Linked DNA regions of Sus scrofa: region 2 is linked to region 1. A link is a contact called in public Hi-C data. All regions are on one chromosome and are shown on one strand. Each heading gives the region's core, a stretch centred on a gene start, on an enhancer-like site or on the middle of the called end of the contact. The rest is flanking DNA. Distances are from core to core; before and after follow the strand shown. Region 1 holds the start of COL4A1 (collagen alpha-1(IV) chain). Region 2 holds the start of CARS2 (probable cysteine--tRNA ligase, mitochondrial).

The links. Hi-C and Micro-C count contacts between places; a contact is called where the count stands out from the background.
Region 2: a contact with region 1 is called in a Hi-C map of embryonic fibroblasts, with 2.7 times the contacts expected there. The contact joins the promoter of CARS2 here to the promoter of COL4A1 in region 1. A contact is called at or near these places in 2 of 47 Hi-C or Micro-C datasets (embryonic fibroblasts and retroperitoneal adipose tissue).

The regions. Positions count from the first base shown.
Region 1 is chr11:76,995,073-76,999,941 of Sscrofa11.1, reverse strand. It overlaps COL4A1 (collagen alpha-1(IV) chain), which reads left to right and starts at 2,533. Exons shown (of 54, transcript XM_021065910.1): 1 at 2,533-2,725. The coding sequence starts at 2,645. It overlaps COL4A2 (collagen alpha-2(IV) chain), which reads right to left and starts at 3,057. Exons shown (of 48, transcript XM_021065909.1): 1 at 3,036-3,057; 2 at 1,801-1,888; 3 at 1,639-1,693. The coding sequence starts at 1,844.
Region 2 is chr11:77,267,380-77,272,925 of Sscrofa11.1, reverse strand. CARS2 (probable cysteine--tRNA ligase, mitochondrial) reads left to right here and starts at 2,990. Exons shown (of 15, transcript XM_021065916.1): 1 at 2,990-3,298. ING1 (inhibitor of growth protein 1) reads right to left here and starts at 2,654. Exons shown (of 2, transcript XM_021065917.1): 1 at 2,321-2,654. The coding sequence starts at 2,519.

The DNA.
Region 1 (4,869 bases), core at 1,284-3,783:
TACGAGACCTGGGCAGAGCTGCAGGTGGTACCCAGGTCTTCTGACAGGAGGCCCTTTCCTTCCACTTTAGGGTCAGTCCCAGGTAAGATTCCCAGGACTCAGCATCCTCAGGTCGTTAAACAGGAATATTTAAAGTGGTTCCAGGGGACGAAGGGGTGTGGTAGAGTGAGCCCAACCAATGCCCACTCTCAACAGGACTCAGTGCTTTCCTTTGCAGGGACCTCATGTGTGTGTGTGTGTGTGTGTGTGTGTGTGTGTGTGTGTGTGTGTGTGTGTGTGTGTTTTGCCCTGACTCCCGGCCCGGGGCCAAGTCCTGTATGTCATGTGTGCATAAGGACCCAGAAGGGACAGTGGCCTATCTAGGCTCTGATTGTCTTAAATCAGGATGTGGGGAAAGGCAGGAGAGATGGACAAACCGGAGCTTTAAGAAAACTTTGGCCTGGAACACTCTGGTCAAAGTCTCTGGACTCCTGACTCCCAGTCTGGGCCCAGAACTGGAGCAAAAGGTGGCAGAAAAGTCAGGCTAAAGGTTCTTTCCAAGTTGGGACAGCTTTTCCAGCTCACCGCCTTGTTTGTGGTTTGTGAGGACAGAACAATGTGAAAATAACAGAACTCAAATAAACCACAAGCCCAGCTCCCCATGTACCTGTGTGTACGTTACCCAGAGTGGGGAGGGGAGGGGAGGGGAGGGGAGGAGACTGCCAGGAGAGCCGGAGCCACCCAGTTCCACCGGACAGAGGAGGAGACGGGTCCAGCACGCCTGGTAACGCCCTCCGATGTCCAGTCCCAGTTTAAATATTGCGAGTCTTCCACTGAAGGGACCCAGCCCACCTGGGACAGGCCAGTTGTGCCACATGACACTCCGCCAAAGTGGCTCCTACTGCTTAAACACAACCCACAAAACCCGTTGTACAATCACCACATAGAGACAATGCTGGCAGAGTCACCTTGAATGGCAGGGCTAGGACCGGGGACACTTGGTCAGTGGTGTCCCCAGTGGGAGACTTAGAAGCCCCACCCTGGCTCTTCCAGGCCCAGATCGCATCTGGGGAGAAACTCTTGTTTTTGGCCATTGTTTCCTCCCAGCATCGGGAGGAGTACAAAGCCCTCCTGTCCTCCTGGCCCCGCCCTCCCCCCAAGCCCCTCAACCAAAAGAACCAAAAACTCTGCCAGGGGCAGGACCTAGACGCCGGCTTCCTATGCCACACAAACCGTTCTGGCCCTAGGCCTGGAGCCTCAGGGCCACGTGTCTGACTCTCTCGTCTTCCCTCACTTCTACCACCGGCCTTTGCTCAAACGAGGGAACAGGATGCCCGGGGCCGTGTTTCTAATTATTCCTTCTCCAGGAAGAGCCCACGCCTGTAACGCACAGCACCCAAGGGAGGGCAAACCGCCGTTCTTTGAGGGAAGCGCGTTTTCGCAGAGCCTGGGCTGGGGAGGGCCTGCCCAGGACACGCGGATGCGCGGGTGCGCGCACACCACACACACACACACACACACACACACACACGCACACACACACGCGTGCGCGCGCGTGTAAGCAGGCGCAAGCTGCTTGCCTTCTGGCAAGGCCACTCGGTGTCCCAAACACTTTCTCTGGCGTGCGAATCATAGCCCGGAACCGGTGCCAAGACTTACCGCCAGGACGCTCTGCGCCAGGAGCCCCACCATCACGGTCCCCAGCAGCAGCCACCTGGATGGGAGGGGGAGGAGAAGCGCCGTGAGCGTGCGGCCCCGGCTTGGCCATTCCTCGAAGGACACGCGCGTGGGGCCCACGGGGACGGGCAGAAAGCCGCTTACCGTCGCAGGGCAGGGCCCGACGCCGCCCGCGGGTCTCGGTCCATGCTCCCAGTCGGGCCCCTCTGGGCTCCGATCCGTCCCTCCTAGACTGCAAGACAAGACAAAGCGGGCTTAGCGGGGTCTGGGTCGGGGGCGTCGGGGGAGCATCCTCGCCGCCCGCCTCGGTCTGCGGGACTGCGGAGAGCGGGTGCGGCCCCGCCTCCCGCTGGGGTGACCGAGAGCCGCCCCGCGACGAGGCCGGCCCGAGGGGAGCCTGCGCACCAAGGCCCGGGTCGGGGCCGCTCCGCCGCGGCCGCTCCATCCCTCCCCCCTCCCTCCTCCGAGAGCCGGGCGCGCAGCCTCCGCCGCCCGCGGCGCCGCGTTCCGGGGCCGCTCTCACCTCGGCCGGGCTTCAGGGGCGGTCGCCCGCGCGCATCCGCTCTGCACAAGCGTCGCCGGCGGCCCCGCGGCGCGGCCGCCCTCCCGGGCTTTCGGGGCCGGCCTCGGGCCCGCGTGGCCGCCCTCGGAGCTCCGCTGGGTCGGCGAGCGCGAGCGGCGGCTCGGGCGGCGCTGGGTGCGGAGCGCGGAGCCCTGCGTCCCGGCGCGCGGAGGCCACAGTCCCCCGGCCGCGCGCTCCCGCCGCCTCTTACCCGCGCCGCAGGGTCCTCCCCTTTGAGGCGCCGCCCGCCTGGGCGGCCCAGGGGAGGGGCTGCCCCCAACAAATTGGGGAGCTCGCGGCGCCGCGCTCAGGTCTCCGCCGCGAGCCGCCGCGCCCCGCACGGTGCGCCGCGCTCGGGTCCCGGCCCTGCGAGAGTGAGCCGCCGCCGCGGTCCCCCGCCGTCCCCGCCGCCTCGGGCGCGCCACCATGGGGCCCCGGCTCGGCGTCTGGCTGCTGCTGCTGCCCGCCGCCCTCCTGCTCCACGAGAGCAGCCGGGCCGCCGCGAAGGTGAGTCCCCGCCGGCTGCGCTCCGGCGTCCCGCCCTGCGCCCCGGCGCCCCGCGCGGCCCCTTTGTCCCCGGCCGGGGCCGCCCTCCGGGCCCGGGGTCGCGCGTGGTACGGCCAGGCGCCGTCTCCCGGCCTGTCCCCTCCGGGGACCCCGGTGGGCTGGATCGCGCATCCTTTGGGAAGCCTCCTTTGTTGTGGGCTGGGTGGGGGCGAGTTAGGGGGACTGCTCGGGGCCAGGGAGCAGCGAGCAGAACTCGGTGCGCCCGGCGCGGGGCGAGAGTGCCCAGAGTGAGCGGGATTTGAATTCGCACCTCGGGGGCGCCTGGCCGCCGGGCGCCTTCACCTGGTCCGGGTGCCCGAGCGGGCCGGGGGCCGGAGAGGTGGACACGCGCGCCCCATGCCGTTCGCGGCCCCACACATGTGCCTGGGAGTCGCTTTGGGCGTGTTTCTCTGCTGCTTTGGAGACTCTGGTGGTTGATGCTGAACAGTTCTGGGCCGTTTGCCTGGAAACAGCTGTATCTTTGCTTTCCCACGACTTTGCTGTTGCTGAAGCACAGAAGCGGGGCTTTTCTGGAGGGCTGCTTTCAAGCGTTTCCATACTCCACTCGATGACTTGCATTCTGTATTAAAACAGTTATAATGACATTACATTTGAGTGTGAAACCAAAATGAAACTCCAGCTCATTGTTCTATGCACAAATTGTTTTCCTAGTTTTCATTTCCTCCGGGAGTTCGGTTTGCAAAAGTGAAGGCGTCCAGCTGGGGACGGTCCCTGATGTTGTTCTTCCTTTTTCCCTTCCCTTCAGACGGAAGAAGGACCTCAGCTGTTCCCTAGTGTCACAGCGCGGTAGACAAGCCCTGGAAAGGTGTGGCTTCGAAACACATTTTGCATTTCCTGCCGGAATATTTAAGAACGATTTTCCTCTTTCCACATTTCTCACTCTTTTACTGTTTCAAATCTGAATTTTGCTCTTAGGTGTCCCCCCCCCCCTTTCTTCAGGCAGAATATTTACAGACTCTACTTCACTGCATATCAACTATTAACTGTTCCTTTCCAGAATAAACTGGTGGAATGCATGCAAGTCTTGGAATTGAGCGTCTAGCTCTTGGCTGGCAGCCGGGTCACTGGGTATGGAAAAGACTGATGATGACACCAGCAGTTAACCTCAGATGGTTTCTCCCAGCCCAGAGTCTAGCCAGGCACCCTGGTTGGTTATTTAAACACCCTCTGGTCGTGATGACAAAATGCTTTCAAAAGAGAAGGCTCTAGAACACTTTATTTGGGTCTAGAAATCTGGACCAAGAGATTTAGCAAGGAGGCATGGCAAGGAAACGTGAGAAAGTTCTGTATTTGGAAATAGGAAGCTCTGTTCAGACTTAGATTTTCTGATGGATAATAGTAGCAAATCAAAGCTAATTCTAAGAGCTAGCTTTCAAATAGCCAGGACTTTAAAGAACGAGCCACTCTGAGAGTGAACAGCCACTCTGACTGTTGGGGTTGAGATGACTTTGCTTCTCTAGCATCATTCTCGGAAGCCCACTACATTCCCGTCCTGGCTCTGCTCCGTCCCTACACATCTCACCTAGTGTTTTAAGAGCTCTGGTGTGTGGAACCCTTTGATTCTCAGGGGACTGAACAGGTGCTATCATTTCACTATATTTCTCCTGGTTTATTTAGGGAGAGAAAATTTATTAGTAAGCCCAGGGCTTATGGTTGTACAAGAAAATCCATGTTGAAATAATATCTGGCTAACTTGAAAATTTGTCTCACTCTTCATGCCAATGACTTTTTTTGTTTTGCCTACCTCCTTCCAAAATCAGCTGTGAGGTACACCAGAAAGCTGAAATACTTTCCATATTGACCCAAGCAAAACATTGTTTAAAAATGCATTTTGAATCATAAGATGCTATAAATCAGTCAAATCCCAATTCAAAAGCCAAGACAAAGGATTCTTGGATTACCTGTGTTTTTGGGTATCTGATTCTCACTTTACCTGCATTTTACACCCAAACAGCACCTACTGTGTGCCAGGCACAAATTGCACGTATCATTATTGTTATTATTGTTCCCACGAAAGGCTGTTTGACTTTGTTTTTGACCATCTCTGCTATGGCTGTACCATTCATTTACCAGTGGGTGGATTT
Region 2 (5,546 bases), core at 1,741-4,240, 270 kb before region 1:
GGCAGCGGAAACAGAGATCTATGCCAGTAACTGCGCAAGGCCCGCCCTCATCCGGCTCAGCAACCAATGGTTCAGCAGCGGACTGATAAGGACATTCCATGGGAGAGGCCACGGCCAATCACAGAAGGCCAAGGGGGAACGTTCACAATATGCTAATAAGCCTCCTATAAAAGTCGCTGCGAAGCAAAGCCTCGGGTAGAGCGCGCAGGGGCGCCTTCCTCGCGTGAGTCTTGTCTGTTGTGGGGCATGTAGTGGCTTTCCACCTCCCCCCACTCTTCCGTTTCCCTGCTGCGCAGTCCTGTAAACATTAGTAAACTCGGAGTGATTATCCACGTTCCAAACACAGCCCCAATGCGATGCCTGACCTGGGAGGAAAGTTTCCCCAACAGCCAGCAATTCCCAGCGGACCCGAACCCTCCGTCTCTCTCCGGCATTCTGGGCGGCCGAGGCAGCAGAGAACGACCCACAGGTCCTCTTCCCCTGCCATGTTCCTCTCCAAGTCGACAATATTTGCCTGCGCCCCCCGAGCACAGCACAGATGGGCGACTTCCTCGCCCCATCCTCCCTTCCCTCCCCTCCCCTTGACCACTGCACGCACAGAATAAAGCCCTGGCCCTCCGCAAACTACACCCGGCCGCGTCGCCCCCCGTACGTCGGCCCTCGCTCCGTGTCCAGCACCGCGGGAGGGCCGGGGGCTGGGTGGGGGCGACTGGGGCTGCACCACGCGGAGTACCGACCCCGGACTTTATGTAACACTCAGATTCGGGACTGAGTGAAGGTGGTTCCGGGGATGGCGAGCAGGGCCGGCGGACCCCTCGCCCGCATTGCCCTCCCAGCAGCCCTGCGCGCAGCACCGTCTCTGAGCCCCTAGCTAGCGACCGCTGCACATCCCTCCCTCGGCGCCTCAGCCGGCGCCCCCTGCGCCCCCTCCCCCGCAGCACCCCGCCTCGTCACTTCACTACAAAGAGCGCTTTGCTCGCGCAGCCTGGCATTGAGACCTCTCGTTCCTTCTTCCTCCTCCGTGTCCGGGCTTCGCGCACAAGGACCTTCGCAAATCAAAGACGCTCCAGACCTTTTGTTTCTGTCCGGCCAGGGCCCCGCCGCGGGATCGAGGCTCCCCAAGCGGGGATCAGGACGGCCCGCGGCCCCGCGGCGCGCCGCGACCGACGGGGATGGAGCAGCCGCCCCCGCCCATCCATCCCGCCGTACCTTGGTATTTCGCGTCGATCTCCCGCATCAGCGAGACGTTTCTCTGCAGATCGAAAGGCAGAGACTCGATGGAGTCCAGGTAGTCCTCCACATAGTTCACCAGGTGGATCTGCTCCCCGTTGGCAGGGCTCAACATGGTTCACCGAGGTCCCCGGCGACTCGGCGCGGCTTTCCGCTTCCTCCGGCCCCCGCCCCCTCGGAGCCCAGCGCTGCAAAATGCAAGGCTCCCGCCCGCCGGCGCCTCCCCTCCGGCCGGCCCCGCGCCGCTACATCTGCGAGCTGCACCGCCTGGGCCCGGGGACCGGCGCCTGGCGGGCCGGGCCGGAGCTCGGCGGCCTCGGGCGCGGGGCGGGCGCGGGCGGGCGTGCGGGCGCGCACCCCGGCGCAGGGGCCGGGGCCGGGGCCGAGCGAGCGCGGGAAGGGGCGCGCGCCGCCCGCCGCGCCGCACTTGTCCAACGTGGAAAACCCAAATACCAGTTTCAAACACTTGGGAAACATTCGGCCCCCTGCATCGCGCATGCGTCCTGGCCCCACCGCCCCCTCCCCCGTGGGCCCCGCCCCCGCCGCATTCACGCCCCTCACCGGCCCCGCCGCACGGGGGTGTGGCTTTGTCTGTCACTTTTGCCGGGGCAGGGGCCGCGGGGGCAAGGGGCAGCGGGCGAGCTGAAAACTTTAGTGGGAGTTTCGCACTTGCAGGCAAAGTGCGTTGGGCGGGGCTGCATGGCCGCTGGGTGTTGCGGGAGAGGCAGGTGGCATAGCCCAGAGCTCTCTGGAACCGACCCGGCCTCGGGACCATCACAATCCCGGGTCACCATCTCCTTCCCTTTGCTCAGTCCCACACTCCTGATCCCGCCTCGCAGCCGGGAAATAAGTACGGCCCGGAACAGACTGGCAACCTCGAGGGCCAATCCAGGTTCCGCCCTCACCCCGGCGGCCCAATCAGGAGAAAGAATAGGCGGGGCGATCACGGACACCTCCCCCTCGGCTCTTACTACTAGAAACCCGCGTCCCTCCGGGGGCGGAGGGACCAGGCTGGCCCGGCAAGACGGAAGTGGTTGCGCATGCGTACTTGTGTGGCCAAGAGGCCCATTTGCCCGCGCCGGAGACCTACCATTCGGCAGTCGGACCACCACTCCCGGCAGCCTCGGCGGCTCCCGCGCCTGCGCGGTCCTCACCGCCCGCCCTTTGTGTTGCCGGCCGGAGCCCAGCGCCGAGCGGCTTGGAGACAAAGGGACCCGAGAGGGGAGCGGTTCGCCAGGCCGGGTCCCCGTAGAGGGCAGGTGACCCCGACCCCTTCCCGCATGTGCCATGGAATCCTCTCTTAAAGTCCGCGCCCCCACTTCGAAAGACCACCCAAGCCGTGGTGGGGCAAGCGTCCGGGCGCCCGGGTCCCGGGGGCCTCTCCCTGTGCAGCCTTGGGCCCCCCTCCCCCTCCTCCCCGCCCTAAACGCCTGGATTTGGGCTTCCGAGGAGCCCCGTTGCCTAGACGACGGGGCCGCGCGAGGCCCGCCTCTTCCGGCCGAGGCCCCGCCTGTGGGCGTGGCCCCCTCCCCCGCTTTGTCCGCGGCGTGCGGGTCTGCGCCGCGCTTGGTGCTTTTCGGAGGACTCGTTTGGCCTCCTTTGTCCTGCCCTGTCCTTTGGCGGGTGTCGTGTCGCCAACTCTAACCCTGTCAGGTAGTTCGGCCTCGGCCCCTGACGTCCCTACCGCCTCTGTGCCTGGGCGGCGCTGCGTCTCTCGGACGGGTGGGTGGGCGGGTTCGCCTGGCTCCGGGTGCCCTGCTGCCCGTGGCCGCTCCCCCTGGGACTGAATCGATGCTCTGCGGTTCATCACGTTCTGGTGGAGTTCCCGAGTGTCCGGAGAACAGTGTCGTGACAACCAAGACCGCGGGAGAGTTTCTTAATTACTCAGTGTCATTCAGACCGAGCCAGTGTTTGTAAAATAGGTTTTGATCCGCAGTGCCCCTAGCAGCGATCTGCAGAGCAGTCCGCGATGTGGCTGTCAGTGCAGACTAAGTTGGGCTGGTCGTCTTTGGAAATGGGTTGGAACGCTGCTGCGGTGATAAACGACGAGTAGGAGTAAAACTTTGAGGTAAATGGGTTTGATCTTCATTCTACCCCTTCATCGCACCCTCACATCAGGAAACGTTCACTTCGATATTTGGGAAAGTGGTTATTTTACTTAGAGAGTCACACTTTTCCAGCTTGGGCCCAGTGTAAAGCAAATGATAGGTAAAGTTTCATTTATTGGCCACTAGCCTGCTTAAAAGGCTTTAATACTGTGACACTATGTGGCAACGAAGAGACTATATGGAATAGAGTAAACGTTGCATAGGAGAAACGCATATACGTAATTTTAAAGTACAGTAACAAGAAAGAGGTTCTTTTAATCCTTGCATTCACTGGCTCTAAAATGAGTAGTGTTTATCTGAATTTAAGAATAAAGGTGGGCGTTCCCGTCGTGGCGCAGTGGTTAACGAATCTGACTAGGAACCATGAGGTTGTGGGTTCGATCCCTGGCCTTGCTCAGTGGGTTAAGGATCCGCGTTGCTGTGAGCTGTGGTGTAGGTAGCAGACGTGGCTCAGATCCCACGTTGCTGTGGCTCTGGCGTAGGCCGGTGGCTACAGCTCCGATTCGACCCCTAGCCTGGGAACCTCCATATGCCGAGGGAGCGGCCCAAGACATGGCAAAAAGCCAAAAAACTAAAAATAAATTAAAAAAAAAAAATAAAGGTGGAGTTCTTGTCATGGTGCAGTGGAAACTAGTCCGATTAGGAACCATGAGGGTCCAGGTTTCATCCCTAGCCTCTCTCAGTGGGTTAAGGATTCGGTGTGACCCTGAGCTGTAGTGTAGGTTGCAGATGCAGCTCGGATCTGGTGTTGCTGTGACTCTGGTGTAGGCCAGCAGCTGTTAAAAAAAAAAAAAAAAGAAAGAAAAAAGGTGAGAAATAATTTACCCTTCCCAATGACCATCAAGCTGGAGTGTTTGTTGTTTTGTTTTGTTTTTTTGCTTTTTAGAGCTGCATCTGTGGCATATGAAGGTTCCCAGGCTAGAGGTTGAATCAGAGCTGTAGCTGCTGGCCTACACCACAGCCACAGCAACGCAGGATCCAAGCTGCGTCTGTGACCTACACCACAGGTCACAGCAACGCCAGATCCTTAACCCGCTGAGTGAGGCCAGGGATTGAATCTGCAACCTCATGGCTCCTAGTTGGCTTCGTTTCCGCTGCACAACGATGGGGAACTCCTGCTGTTGTTTTTTTCTTTTTTTTTAATGACTAGCTGTGGCATATGGAAGTTCCCAGACCAAGGGTCTGATTGGAGCTACAGCTACAGGCCTACACCACAGCCACAGCAACACCAGATCCCAGACCTGTCTCCGACCTACACCTCGGCTCAGGGCAACACCGGATCCTTAACCCGCTGAGCCAGGAAAGGAACCGAATCCTAGTTGTCCTGGATACTAGTTGGGTTGGTTACCGCTGAGCCAGGATGGGAAATCCCGGAGGTTTTTTTGTTTGTTTCTGCTTTTTTTTGGTCTTTTTAGGGCTGCACCCGTGGCATATGGAGGTTCCCAGGCTAGGGGTCTAATTGGAGCTACAGCTGCCGGCCTACACCACAGCCACAGCAAGGAGGGATCCAAGCCCTGTCTGTGAACTACAGCACAGCTCATGGCAATGCCAGATCCTTAATCCACTGAGGGAGGCCAGGGATCGAACCCAAAACCTCATGGTTCCTAGTCAGATTCGTTTCCACTGGGCCACGACGGGAACTCCAGGTTCTTTTTTGCCTTTTTTTTTAAATCAAGATGTCATGTCTTTTTTTTTTTTTTGGCTGCCCTGGAGGCACATGGAGATGTCATATCAATAATGATTCCTCTCATTTTTTCATGGACTTGACAGACGTGTGAAACACAACAGCTTTTTATTCATTCAACAAGAAGTATTTAGGATTGTCTACCATGTCTTTTATGCACTAGGAATGCAGTGGTGAATAATGGCTACAAGACATTTAATTTACCCCTTGGGCTAAAAAGTCAGAAAATATTTGATTAGCTTTACAAAGTTCTTAAAATGTATACCAATGACTTACTGTTTTCTGGACAAGGTTAGAGGACCAGTAGTAAAATATAGTTAATGGTGATCAGTCATTTAATTAAGTTAATTAATTTATTTTTTGGTCGCCCCTTGGCATATGGAGTCTTCAGGCCAGTGATCAGATCTGAGCCACTGTTGCTACCTAAGCCACAGCTGCGGCAACAGTGGATCCTTAACCCACCCTGTGGAGCAGGGGATTGAACCTGCATCTCAGCACTCCCAAGACTCGGGGGATCCCATTGG